Linked DNA regions of Mus musculus: region 2 is linked to region 1. A link is a contact called in public Hi-C data. All regions are on one chromosome and are shown on one strand. The core of a region is the stretch at or near the end of the contact, and the rest is flanking DNA. Distances in the headings are between cores, read along the strand shown.

Region 1 (6,673 bases), core at 3,742-6,241:
GTGTGTGTGTGTGTGTGTAAATATATATATATATACACACAATATATATATACAATATACACTATACATATATACACTATATATATATGTATATATATATATGTATATATATATATATATATATATATATATATATACATATAGTGATTTTTTTTAGAGTGGCTTACAGGTTGTCTACCAACAGAAGGTCCAAGAAACCAGTAGTCTTTCAGTCCACAAGGTTGGATATCTCACCTTGTCTCCCATATGCACCAGAATCCCAAAGAAATAGGCTCTAATGCCAATGAAGGGATGGTTGCCAGTGAGAATGAGGGCAAGCAGGCAAACAGCATGTCTTCCATGTCTTTTATATAGGTGTGACCCAGATTAGTAGACCTTACCTCAGAAGATCTGGATTAAATTATTCAAATTATTTAAATAAGAAAAACCTTCCACAGGTATACCCAGCTGCTTGGGTTGTAGCTAATTCCACATGCTGTCAAGTTCACAACCATCACACTTGACAAAGGACCAGCAGTGTAGGGGAATTCTGGGAGGCAGGAGGGAAAGCAGGTATCCCATGAGAAGAGGACAGCCAGTTGGTGGTAGCAATGAGGCTCCAGGGCCAAAGATGGACAATGAAATGAATCAGTGGGCAGAACAGGGAGTTGTGGACTTTGTCCACATCAGGATCTTTTCTTTGCCAAATGCCAGAGGCACTACTTACACAAATCTATTCCTAGGAGTGAGCAGTCAGTGAGAGGCTAGGTCCTGAGTGGGAAAGCAGCTATAATAAGCTGAGAGGGTGAGAGAGGAAAGACTGCAGGCTTTTCTACAGGTATACATGGTTTTGGAAGCTACATGTCTTCATACCACTAGACAAGAAGGTCCCTTGCCTGGCTTACCTCATGAGAACCACAAGAAGCCACCCAGTACTGTACTTTGCAGACAATATTCAGAAAGCCAGGCAAACACCCTGGCCTTGTGGAGTCTCTTGTCTCAAATGCCAGGACTCTGGGCTGGGCATTTCTGCCCAGACTTTGACCTCAACTGTTAGAAAGAACAGGGACACAGCCTGTAATTAAAGTATTGGGACACATGAAATATTGCCATGCTTTTATCCCAAAGTCCAGGCTGACAGAACCAGTCCTGAAATTTCTAATCTCTACAGCCTCTGGAATTTCTAGCTATTCAAGGGTATCATGAAATGGCACAGGTGTTCCTTGGCCCAAGCAGCTCAAAGCCTTGGCCAGGTTGGCAAATATTTCAGCAGGAGGTTAGCAAAACCAGTGCCAACTTAAATGAGTCCCCTTGGTGGATCTGCAGGGGTCTGTGATTGCGCTGCAATATTTTATGTTGCTAGGTATAGAAAAGAGAAAGCCTTCTGTAAGGGCTCCATTGAGAAAGTTCCAGAAACAGAGATGGCCACTGCAGAAGGGGTACTCAGAAGCGCAGGAACCCAGGGGAAACTAGGGAAAGCATAGTTTTCATCTCCATTTAACAGTAATGCTATGGAGAATAGATACCGGCTTCCAAAGGGGAAGATGGGCTCGGGTCCCAGCCTCCAGGGTTCCAGTGAACTTGGGAAGCAGCTTTGTTCCCTGATGGTATTGGTGGAGGAAATCCATTCCTACTCTGAGCCCTCATTCCAGATTTCCTCAAGCAGGATAGGGGACAGAGACTAAAAGTCTCAATGATTGAATGGAGTGATGAAAATGGCCAGACCAGCCTGTAGGACATATGCAGCCATCCCTAACACTTTCATCCCTGCTCAGAACCACTGGGTTCTGGAGCAAGTGATTTCTGACAAGCATTTGTCTGACTGCTTTGAAGAAGAAAGTAGAGCCACCCTGACCACTGGATCCACCCCACCTAAGAGCCTCACCCAGAGCTGTTGCAGGCATTTCTTGTCTGAGCCTGAGACGTTCTGGGCATCTTTCTGTGCTCGTTCATACTTTCCTTATCCAGGAACCAGGCCTAGAGGAGACATACATGGAACTCAGAGAGGGCAAGAGTCAGTGGGCTCCACCACTTGAGACTGGCATTAAGCATATCCCTGGTGTTGATAGGATTACTGAGGCTGAGAGAGAATGGAGACTCCCAGGAGGCCCTTGCCCTGAGCCTGTGGGATAAGACAGCTGCAGCTAGCAGAGGTAGGAAGGAGTTGGTGGGTGTGCCCCACAGGCCCTGGAGGGCACCAGAAGCAATCTCACATGGTTGGCCTGACAACCTATACACCTCCCCCTGCAGAACCCTCTTCCTTGCTCACCCGTTAGCCCCTTCAGTATGAGCGTTGAGGACCAGAGATCATAAACTAGTGTATAACAGAACAATTTTTAATGTGGTGATGCACAAATATAAGGTTGGCTTTGTAGGTTCATGTCCTCCATAGCAGAGACCTCTGGGGCCAGGAATCTCTGATTGTGCCCTTTCTACAATCTTTGCCCTATCACTAACTGGGACACAGTAGGTACCAGCAAAATGGTTGCAAGAAAATGGGAGAGTGAGCCAATAAATCCCTATGGCTCACATATGGGCATAGTGCGTGCTGCTAAGCACTTGAAGAGGTTAGACACATATGGAGAAAGGCAGTGGGGAAGTTGTCTCTCCTGCCAGTGTCTTCCCCATTTCCAGGACTCACATCTCTGCTCCTGACATAGGCACACCTTGTTAACTCCTGCATGGAGAAGGCTCCCATTTCTTAAAGCGTCAAAATGCCTGCCTGGTTATACACCATTCCGTTCTTATAGTGTAACTCCCTTCTCCTCTCACCCCTGTAACTCCCAGCAGATTGTTGGATTATTGTCCCTGCTCCTACTACTCTGTCTTCCCTTGCCTGTTTTCTCACCCCTAACCAAATCCAAACAGCATCCCACACTACTGTCTACCAGCTCCAGATGCTGGGAGTTGCCCCTAAAAATACAGATGCCAGTGGTCTGGGCTGAGTCATTTATCTCAGAGGGCTTATTCTACAAGCCAATGTGCATTCTCTCTCTCTCCCTCCCTCTCTCTCTCTCTCTCTCTCTCTCTCTCTCTCTCTCTCTCTCACTCTCGCTCTCGGAGAAGATGAGAACCTCCTTACACAGCACCAGTATCCATCCTCCCAGAACCTGGTCTATGATTGACAAATTACATATGAGATAATTGTAAGGTAATTGATTAAATTTAACTTCACAAGTACCTAGTGAGTTCCAGACAATGGGAATTCACAAGTGAGGAGGTCACAGCCGACCACCACCGAAGCAAAGTGTCCTGAGTTAGTGGGGTCAGGGACACCCCAGCTTGCTACATGGGGCTGACAGAGTCTGGACCTCCTAGGGAAAGTGATTGTGACAAAGAAAATCATGCTTTCCTGCCCTTTGTGCTCTCCCTCTTCTCTTCTGTCCCATAGTAGTCAGTCTCTCTCTCTCTCTCTCTCTCTCTCTCTCTCTCTCTCTCTCTCTCTCTCTCTCTCTCTCTCTGTGTGTGTGTGTGTGTGTGTGTGTGTGTGTGTGTGTGTGTGTGTGTGTTAAAAGAGTAGTCCCGGTGCTTAGCACCCAGCATCAAGGACTTTGTAACTTCTAGGTCTCAGCCTCTCAGATGTGAGACAGCCACTGCTTCTATTTCAACATAATCTGATTTAATAAATTATTTTAATACCCAGTGGCTGCCTCATACTGAAGAGGCTGAGAGGCCGATAGGTGCTCTGTCCATGAAGCTAGGCACTTCAGCAGTCCCTCTGAGGCACTGAAAACCTGGAGGACTCCTGGAGAACCAGTAGTCCTTCGTCAGTGCTGGTGCCTGGGAACAGCGGTTCTGATGCCAGTGAAGATAAATCAACTTGGCCAAGCAAGCAAACGACAAATAATCTTGCCCTGTCTTCTGCTTGCTTGACCAAGTTGACTTATCTTCACTAGTATCAGAACTAGGGCGCCACCCACATTTGGAGGGTGGGTCTTCCCACATCAATTTAGATAATCAGAATGATTGAAACCAACCATCATGCCCCCTAGCCCCACCAAAGTCCCTTTTCTGCATTCCATCCACAACACTAATTTCAGACCTTCCACACTCACTCTACACTACAAATATGAGAACATGTCTTGCTTAAACCATTTATAGATTTTTTTTTGTCCATTTTTATATTAAGTTTCTCGCACTTGCCTGAACCTGATTCTAGCTAACATGGAAATAGAAGAATAATTAAGTCAGAAGTTTTAATAAATATCCAGAAACTTCTGAGGGAAGCTGGCTTTACACTGAGAAGAAATACCGAGCTGAAGGAAGTTCTGTTGAATCTGTTCTTAACAATTCAACATTAGCTTTAAATCCATGCAAGTCTGCTCCAGGCTGAATGGTTCTAGCCAGCACACATCAGTTACTTTTCTGTTCTAGTGGTAAAGTTCCATGGCCAAGAGCAACTGACAGAAGGAAGTGTTTATTTGCACTTATGGTTCCAGAGGGAGATGAGTCTATCCTGACAGGGAGCCATGGTAGCAAGCAGCCGATGTGGCAACTGGAGCAGGAAGCTGTGCGATCAACCACAGAGCAGGGAGCAAACCGGAAATGGACCAAGGCTATAGATCCCTGAAGCTGGCCAGCCCTGAAGCTCTCCCTTAGCAAGGCCACACCACCGACTAACTCCCTCAAATATCACCAGCACCAACTATCAAAATATGTGAGCCTGAGAGGGGTGTTGTCATTTAAACCACTACACAAACCAAGAGTTCCAGTGCTTGGCTCTGTGTCAGGGCACCCGAGAGCTGGTTCAAACGTGGAATGCCTGGTCCTGCCCCAGGTTTCTGATTCAGTTCAGTGTATGTGCACATCTCAATGGCTTCCAGAATGCCTGCTGCTCAGGAGACTGCACCTTGAGAGGTCCATTGTTCCAGACTTTTCAGAAACACACTTCCCCAAAGTCAGTTGTCTTGCATGCATTTCAGCTTTGAAACTCAAAGGAGGAAGTACAGTGATTTTTCCAGAGTGGGGAGCTTCAGGAGGCAGGAAGGGACTGCAGGACAGCTTGGGTGTGCTGAGCATCCAGGGAAGAGGAGATTTGTGATGCAAATGATTTACTGGTGTTCAGCTGGGAGCAGAAGGGATTTCAGGACACCGAGCCAAATCGAATTCATTACCTGACAATTAGCTCTAAATTAATGCAAGACTGTGCCGGCCCAATGTGCTCTAAGGAAGGAGGCCTTGACAGCTTGAGATGGGCAGGATCTGAGGTGTCAATCTCAGTTGGATCCTGGGGCACTCCCTCCTCTCGGTTTGTCTGTCAGGGTGTTCTGAGCTCAGAACACAGTCACCCCCCACTCTGGAGACAATTGCAGCCTCTACCACTCCAGAGTTAGCCTTCATTCACCCAACCACACTGCACCCCATCCAGGGCAGACTTGGGCTCCCCTGTCCTTGCACCCACAGGCTTGCTCCTCAGAGCCACCTCTTGGGACACACAGGCAGGCCTGCTGTTGACTCTTCAGTTGCGGACGGCACAGAATGAAGTTCCTCATATTTTGACAGAGTGAACGGCTAATTCAGTGTGTGTCCCATCTCCTCAAGCAGAAATTGCTCACGCGTGGAGGATAGACATTCCTTTATGAATTTCTTTATTTAATGGAGGCCTACTTTCCCCCTCTGGTTCCTTTTTCTCCTTTCCTCTTATTTTACATCAATCTCTTTCCTCCACCAGGTTCTCAAGGAGCCGCTGATGTAGTACACACAGCCATGTGACCACTGTATATGGTGACCTGTGGACAGACTGTCCCTGAGATTCCATTGACCTGTTCATTAAACAGTATGCAGCAACAGACAGGACATGCTGGGCTTTGGCCATACAAGCTCTTAGGGCAGCCTAAAAGACAGGACCCAAGGACCCAAGGACCCTACAGGCAGCATATGGAATGAGGGCACAGGGCGCTCTGAGTCCACTGTTTACCCATGTAAGCATCATATAAGCATTCCCACTTATGAGATTATCCACCCCTTCAGCTCCCCACAATCAGACTGGCTCTGTGATTTTCTGCTTGCCCATAGCTGCCTAATGACAAATTCATCACCCACATATCAGAGTCTCTGGCAGACTTCCTTTGAATAGGTAGCATTTTTAACTGGTTCTGACAAAGATCCTCGAGGTCTCTGTCTTTCTGTTTGGCTGTACTACAGCATCACTGGGTGAAAAGAAAGTCACGCCTCTCTCCACCCACTGGGCACATTTTCTCCAAAATTCTTTTGGAGAGAAACTTACAACTGCTCCAGAGGCATAGTTCAAAAGATTAATCTATATTTTAAAAACTCTTAGACATCAAATGAAGTGTGGCCACTACTTCCCAAATGCTCTAAATTTCCGGTCTTAATCGATTATGCTTATGGTTCTCAGAATGCCTCCCATTTTACAGACGAGTAGAGGGAAGGCATCACCAGGGCCTGAACTTCGGTCTTTGACCCTCAGCCTTGGATCCATTCCATCAGACCACTCCCTACTTAGTCCACCCAACCTAGCATGTCCAGATGACATGGGCTCAGAAAATGTGTGTGTTCTCAGGCTGACCTCATTGCCCATCTCCACTGTCACTGTCACCACACTTGGAACCCAGCCAAGGCACTGTCATGGGGGATAACCATGTCATAGTCATGGTTTCAACAGGTTCATCCCGGTTCTCAGAGAAGTACAATCAACAGGGTGAGGGTGTGCCCGTGTACACACATGTGTGCT
Region 2 (6,490 bases), core at 1,091-3,590, 1.5 Mb before region 1:
AGAGTCAGTCAAGAAAAAAGCTTTGAACTGCTTGTGAAGGATTTTCTAGACTAGGTCACCTGAGAATACCAACCCTAGCTCGGCGTGGTGGCGCACGCCTTTAATCCCAGCACTCGGGAGGCAGAGGCAGGTGGATTTCTGAGTTCGAGGCCAGCCTGGTCTAGAGAGTGAGTTCAAGGACAGCCAGGGCTATACAGAGAAAGCCTGTCTCGAAAAACAGAGAGAGAGAGAGAGAGAGAGAGAGAGAGAGAGAGAGAGAGAGAGAGAGAGAGAATACGAACCCTAACTATGGATGGTACCATTCCATGTGCCAGAGTCCCAAAATGAATAGAAAGAAGAAAATAAGCTGAGTACCAGTATTCATCTCCCTTGTTTTCCTTTACAAAGATGCAATTATGAACAGGTGTTTCAAGCTCCCACTGTCAGGACAGACTGGGTATCCTCAAACTGTGGGCCAAAATAAGCCCTTTCCCCTTAATTTGGTTTTGTTAAGAGTATTTTACCAGAGCAACAGGCAAAATACTAACCACGCTCATTTATTTACCCATTCAACAAAATTAAGATCGTATTACAAAGAAACAACAGTATCTATATATTTAACCTTGATAGTTCTGAAAATTAATAAAATAATGGAGTACTGTTCACGGAAATGGATATCCACAGAGTACATAAGACTTAACTGATTCAATAGAGGCAGAAAGGACTAGACAGTAGAACTTAACAAGAAAGGGTTTACAATGAGTACTCCTGCTAGCAGCCTGACCATTCAGAATAACTGGAATCAAAAAAACATCTCATGAGCAAATTTATATATGCTACACAGTCCATGGATAGTGACTCACACACTTGATACTATAGAATGTTTTCTGTTCGCATATTCATTGGATGAGAACCATCTTGGTTCTCTCTCTTTGCAATTTACCTCACAGTAGTTGAGCAACTTAAAAACATAAAAAGCTCCTATGAGACAAATATAAGTAGCTAAATAGGATGATCTACAACCAAACCGCATAGGAGGGGGAAAGAAGACAGATGGCATGAAAAGCAGAAAAAGTCAGATTAAAAAAATAGAAGCCTGGGGGGTTAGTTCTGAAATTATGCATGCCTCTCTGTAGCTGAAAGGAGCCTTGGGCCTACTATACATCACTCACAAAGGGAAATATGGGAAAGCTCAGCAGAAGCATCACTACCAAGTTCAAGACGGTGCCCATCAATGACTAAGGTTTCTGGATGTTTTCATGGTGTTTGTGTGTGCTGCGCAAATGTGTGTGCATGTGTGTCTGCATCTCTCTTGGTTTCTGGGTTTTGTATTTCTGTGTTTGTTTTTTATTTTAGTTTGATTGCCTTTTCATATTTTGCCTTTTTTTTTTCTAAACAGAAAGAAAGAAGTTGTACATTTGGATGGAAAGACAGTGGGCAAAATCTGAGGGAGAAGAAATCTGAATTTATTGTATGTCCAGGCAGTGATGGCACATGCCTTTAATCCCTCAGATGCAGAGACAGGTAGATCATTCTGATTTACAGACCAGCCAGATCTACAGAGTTAGGTCCAGAAGAGCCAGGGCCACAGAGGAAAACCCTGACTCAAAACATAAGCAAACGAAAAAGAATATATTGTGCGGGGAAAAAAAGTTAAATAAAATAATATATAATAAAATAGAAAAATCTGAAGGTTCTCGGTATATTGCAACAAAAAGACTGAACAAGATAAATGCACATGATACAATTTTCCATCAGAACTTGTGTTCTAATGTTTATGCTTAAAAGATAAAATTCTCTCTTGTGGAAATCTGAGATAAGCTGAAAATGTGAATCTAAAACAGTATTTTAATTGAAAAGAACTGGGCATTACCAATCATCTTTTAAAGAAAATACAACATAGGAATTTACTCAAAATAAGTCTCACGCAAACAGAGACAGTGAGACAGTGAGAGACAGAGAGAAAGACAGCATGACATATCAGGATAATGATAAAGATTGACTGCAATGGCAAAGAGCCAGATGGATCTGTCCATGATCTCACAAGAGACCTGGCACAGGAGGGAAGGAAAATGGTTCTAACAAGCTGGATCTTTGAAGCAACATCAATGGTACATTGTTTTTCTGTTTTGTTTTGTTTTGTTTTTGGTTTGAAGTGTTTTGTTTTGTTTTGTTTATTTTATTCTGTAGTGACTCTAAGTAAATGTTGCAGGTTGTTCCTCTGCCTCCCTCTCTAGCAAACTGCCCCTGCAGTCATTGTACAATCTAAAGCATTTGCAAAATGATTTGGGAGGGAAGCTTTGCAATTTGCAATTACAGAAGAGGAAATATACCATGAATGCCAGAGGGGGGAGCTCAGAGCAAAGGGAAAGATCACAAGGAAATGGGCAAGAAAGAGATATGCTGAGAACAGGCCGAGCTTGCACAAAGTATCCTTTTCTTTTTCCAGTATTCTCTTCTGAAATATGTATTACAATACCCGCTGAACAATACCCCACCCCAGCTGAAAGAAAAGTAAATGGAAGTACTGCTGAGGGTAAGCAGTTTAAGCGATGGCCAGGTTTCTGAGTTCTTTGCTTTAGGGAAGTCTCTGGCACCCTGGCCTTTCCTTTCCAATCAGTTTTGATTGCGAATGAGACCACACAGTAGGATTGGCAGCTAATGATGCTGAAGGCACAGTGAAAGAATTAGCCCAAGACAATCATTATTTTTAAAAAGGTGCTTGGCCTCCTCCAGCTTCCTTTATATGTTTACTTCTAAAAAAAACAAAATGGAATTTTAATAGGCTCTTTTCATAATTGAGGCTGTGTGGATTCACTTCCCTTGTTACCACTAAGAAAATATAACTATTTTATCCAAGGGGGAGGGAAGCACTACCATAATCTCCTATAACAATTGCCAGTGACAGGCTTGGGGAATCAGCTAATGAAGACCAAAACCCTCTTCCAAATCTGTACTGTTCTCATCCCTTGTGAGAGATTTCCGTTCTCAATAGGGCCTATTTTGATGCTGGTTTTGTGATGCATTGGTGCTTTGAAACAGTAAAGACCTTGATTTTACATGGAAAGACAATGCTCCAAAATCAGGACCCAGGGAACAACCTTTACACCACCATCATCCTGTATCCCTTAGCTACAGCCACAACATTAGTGAGTATAAACTACCCTATGCTGGGCAGAATACAACAACAATCTGGTTGTCTAGAATTCAGCTGCAGGGCAGGCTCAGCTGTACTTGGTAAAAAGCTACAGGTCAGCTCCAGCACTGGTCACTCATCTCCATCAATTAGCAACTATTTACGAGCATGCTCACTCAGGACAACTGATAGAAGTACAAAGCACAAGGCCATAGCATAAACACACTTCTAGCTTCTGCTGCAGCAAATCTGTTAACATGTCATTGGTCATGGAAAGGCACATGTCCAAACCCAAAGTAAGGAACAAGGACTCATAAGGCTCCATGGAAAATAAAAGAGAGATATGGACCTGAGTTAGAAAATAAGCATGTGCTGAATATACTACAGTCTCAGACACAGCACTACAGGGGTGTCTACTGGCTTACACTCACAGCCTGACACTAATGATATTCTAAGGAATTCTATCGTCACTACACCAACAGGGATGGGGGAAAATGTCTGTATAAATTTGCCCATTATAACACCACTAGAAAATAGAAATTAAGTAAGAAAAATGATTGTAAATTATGATCATGTTAAAGTCATGAAAACAAAGGACAACTAATTACAAAATCAGAGTGATCAGAATAACTATATAATCTACTGTTTGGTTCTATGTATTTCCTAAACTGTCTGCTTTAAAACAGCACAATATTTTATGCAATATAAGTTTTGCATACGAACAACCACTAGACAGAAGAATTACAAATAGATGAGAAGAAACATTGTGTCAAGGGTTCCAATTTGGATAATGTAAGCTATAGTAGTGTCATTAGCAGAAACCAGAAGAGCACAGAAATCACTTAACAAGGAGATTTACGGCAGCTACAAATAAACATATAATATAAAGTTTAAATGTTCTGACTATTCACATTTAAGAGTTAACTTGTCAACCATATAACCAGTTATATACTCTTCAAAACAAATATAAATATATACACATATATAAACATATATATTTATGTATATATATATATATATGAAATCAAATGAGCCTTAGACCTCACAGTTCACTACCAACTACTAAATATCCACTATGTGTCCCATATATCATCTCACCAAATCTGCCAAAAAGTAGAAATAATTGTTACTCACATTGTACAAATAGGGGACTGCACCTTGATAAAGATCTAAGACTTAAACAAGTAAATACACGGGCAGAATTTGAATGTAAATCTATATAAAAGCCCATGGGAATTTGTTTTCATTATAACACCATGCTGTCTGTACAACGATGCCCCATTTCACACAATAAGAAAAGCAAATAATTCTTTTATATTCTCCCACAGTCAACCCACAGTCAACCCACATACAACATGAATGGAATAGATTAAGAATACAATTATAATATAAATAGATTTATGATCCTCTTTTGGATGCATCCCACAAATTTGGAAAAAGTATAACCAGAATTTAGGGAACTTTAAAGACTGTTACTTTGATATCAGTATTACTGACTAGTTAAAAGTCACCTAAAAAATTGGGAACTCTACATACCTTCAAAATGAATTTTAACTAAAGAAACTGGAATGCCTATTTCTTTCCATATCTCATAAATCTTCATAAAAAGTAACTGAAATATATGTTCATTGTACGCCAAGGCTCCAAATTTCTAGCACAGCTTCTACACAGTGAAATCTTAACTTCACTGAACATCCAGTCTATAATATATCGTTCTAGCACGAACCTCCACTTAACATACAAATGTGGTTCAAAGACCACTTCTCCCACACAGGGTGATACTTGCACTGTGCTACAGTTAATTTACACATATGTTACTCTGGAAGAGAGAATGAGGGGGAAAGGCTGAAAAGATAGATTACTGTGTCCATGGGGTGATTAGGAACAAATACTAGTAAAGAACAGGCTTGGATTAACCTGTCTTTCTTTCAGATCATTAGTTGAGAGGTTTTTTGGGGGTTTTTTGTTGTTTTTGTTGTTGGTTTGTCTTTTTTTTTTTTTTTAAGAGAAGTGACTCACAAGGGAAGGCACAAATTTTTTGTGTTCTACAGTCTAATAATCTTGGCAGCTCTGAAAGTTATCTATATATTGATGGTTAACTGTAATTTATCTTTCTTAGATAAAATGCAGTTATTTAAATGTTTCTCGCTTTTTATGTTTCTGGACTCAGCAGTAAACATGCAAATGACTTCATGAGAACAAGACCACTCATTAAATGTCAATAAGGCCTCAAAACACAGCTAGAAAACAATCATGCAGCCTTGTACCAGGTCATCAAAGACCAAGGGGTCAGGAAGAACCGGGAGCTAACACTGACTAAAGGCAAAGACAGGGGGAAGAGAATGGTAGACTGCGTGGCCCTTTAGCCTCTGAATGACTGTTAGGACGTCACCTCACTTCTCTAGGCACTATTTCCCTTTATGGAGGAGGTATGGCAGAGTAACTGGATTCACTAATTGAGAAACATGTACTAAGCACCTACTATTTACAGCACCGCACTAGACAGAGCAAATACAGCAAACAAAATGCACAAGACTAGAAAGACGGACTTGTCACAACTCTTTAGCTCTAAAATCCCATGACTTTCCAGAGCTTCACATAATAATTCAATCTACCATGCATGAGGTCCAAGGAGACTGGTTTAAAAAATCATTTTTCTGTAATATGTCTTTCAGATTTCAAATAATATGAACAAAATGGAAAGAATATAAAATAGTAGGGCTAACTTAAGAAACAGGTAGTTTCTTCAAAAAGTTAAATGCAAAGTTCCATGGGATGGCTCAGTAGATAAAGGCACTCACCAACAAAGCTGCCAACCTGACTTTGGCCCCATAACCCAGAGCTGAAGGAAGGAGCCATTTCCTCCAAGTAGTCCTCTCACCTCATGTGCTATGACACACATGTCATTTACTGTGTACATACACTAAGTAGATAGGTAAATGTGTAAATAAAAGAATAAATTAAACACACATATAAAAACAGTTTGAATGGAATTACCCTTTATCAGGGCAACAAAGCATCTATTAGACATCACAAGATGCCAAATTAAAAAGCCAATGCAATGAAGGGTTACTTCCTTTGGCGTTGTTGGCAAGTGAAGTCCCATCAATACACCCATCCCACACAATATTATAGGCTCTAGCCAATGCTTTTGGTTATCCTTCACAATGTGTCAGTAAGCCCACACTGCTGAAAACACTGTTTGCTGGAGTGACAGAACGAGGGAATTCAAGCTGGTGCTGAGTGGGAAGCTTCACCCCCACTGGCGAGAGTTCATAGTGCGAGAAGGTGCTGTGTACAGTACAAGAGGATAAAATGAATCGACAATCTTACCTAGCTGTGAGCCCTGTCACTACAATGACTGGCCTGACAGGA

What was found. Hi-C and Micro-C count contacts between places; a contact is called where the count stands out from the background.
Region 2: a Hi-C map of cortical neurons shows a contact between it and region 1, with 4 times the contacts expected there. The contact joins two enhancer-like sites. A contact is called at or near these places in 1 of 15 datasets of contacts at CTCF or cohesin (large pre-B cells) and 8 of 484 Hi-C or Micro-C datasets (the N1E-115 cell line, cerebellum, cerebral cortex and 3 more).

What each region holds. Positions count from the first base shown.
Region 1 is chr6:31,946,644-31,953,316 of GRCm38.p6, reverse strand. No RefSeq gene overlaps it. Among named protein-coding and RNA genes, the nearest start is that of Gm31894, 68 kb to the left of the region's middle. Within about 2 kb of position 4,991, at least 18 of the 459 cell types and tissues checked have an H3K27ac peak or open chromatin away from gene starts, as enhancers often do. A contact at or near this core is called in cortical neurons, where this site is marked.
Region 2 is chr6:33,401,616-33,408,105 of GRCm38.p6, reverse strand. The region is part of intron 7 of Exoc4 (exocyst complex component 4); the gene reads right to left. Among named protein-coding and RNA genes, the nearest start is that of Gm38785, 38 kb to the left of the region's middle. Within about 2 kb of position 2,340, at least 9 of the 459 cell types and tissues checked have an H3K27ac peak or open chromatin away from gene starts, as enhancers often do. A contact at or near this core is called in cortical neurons, where this site is marked.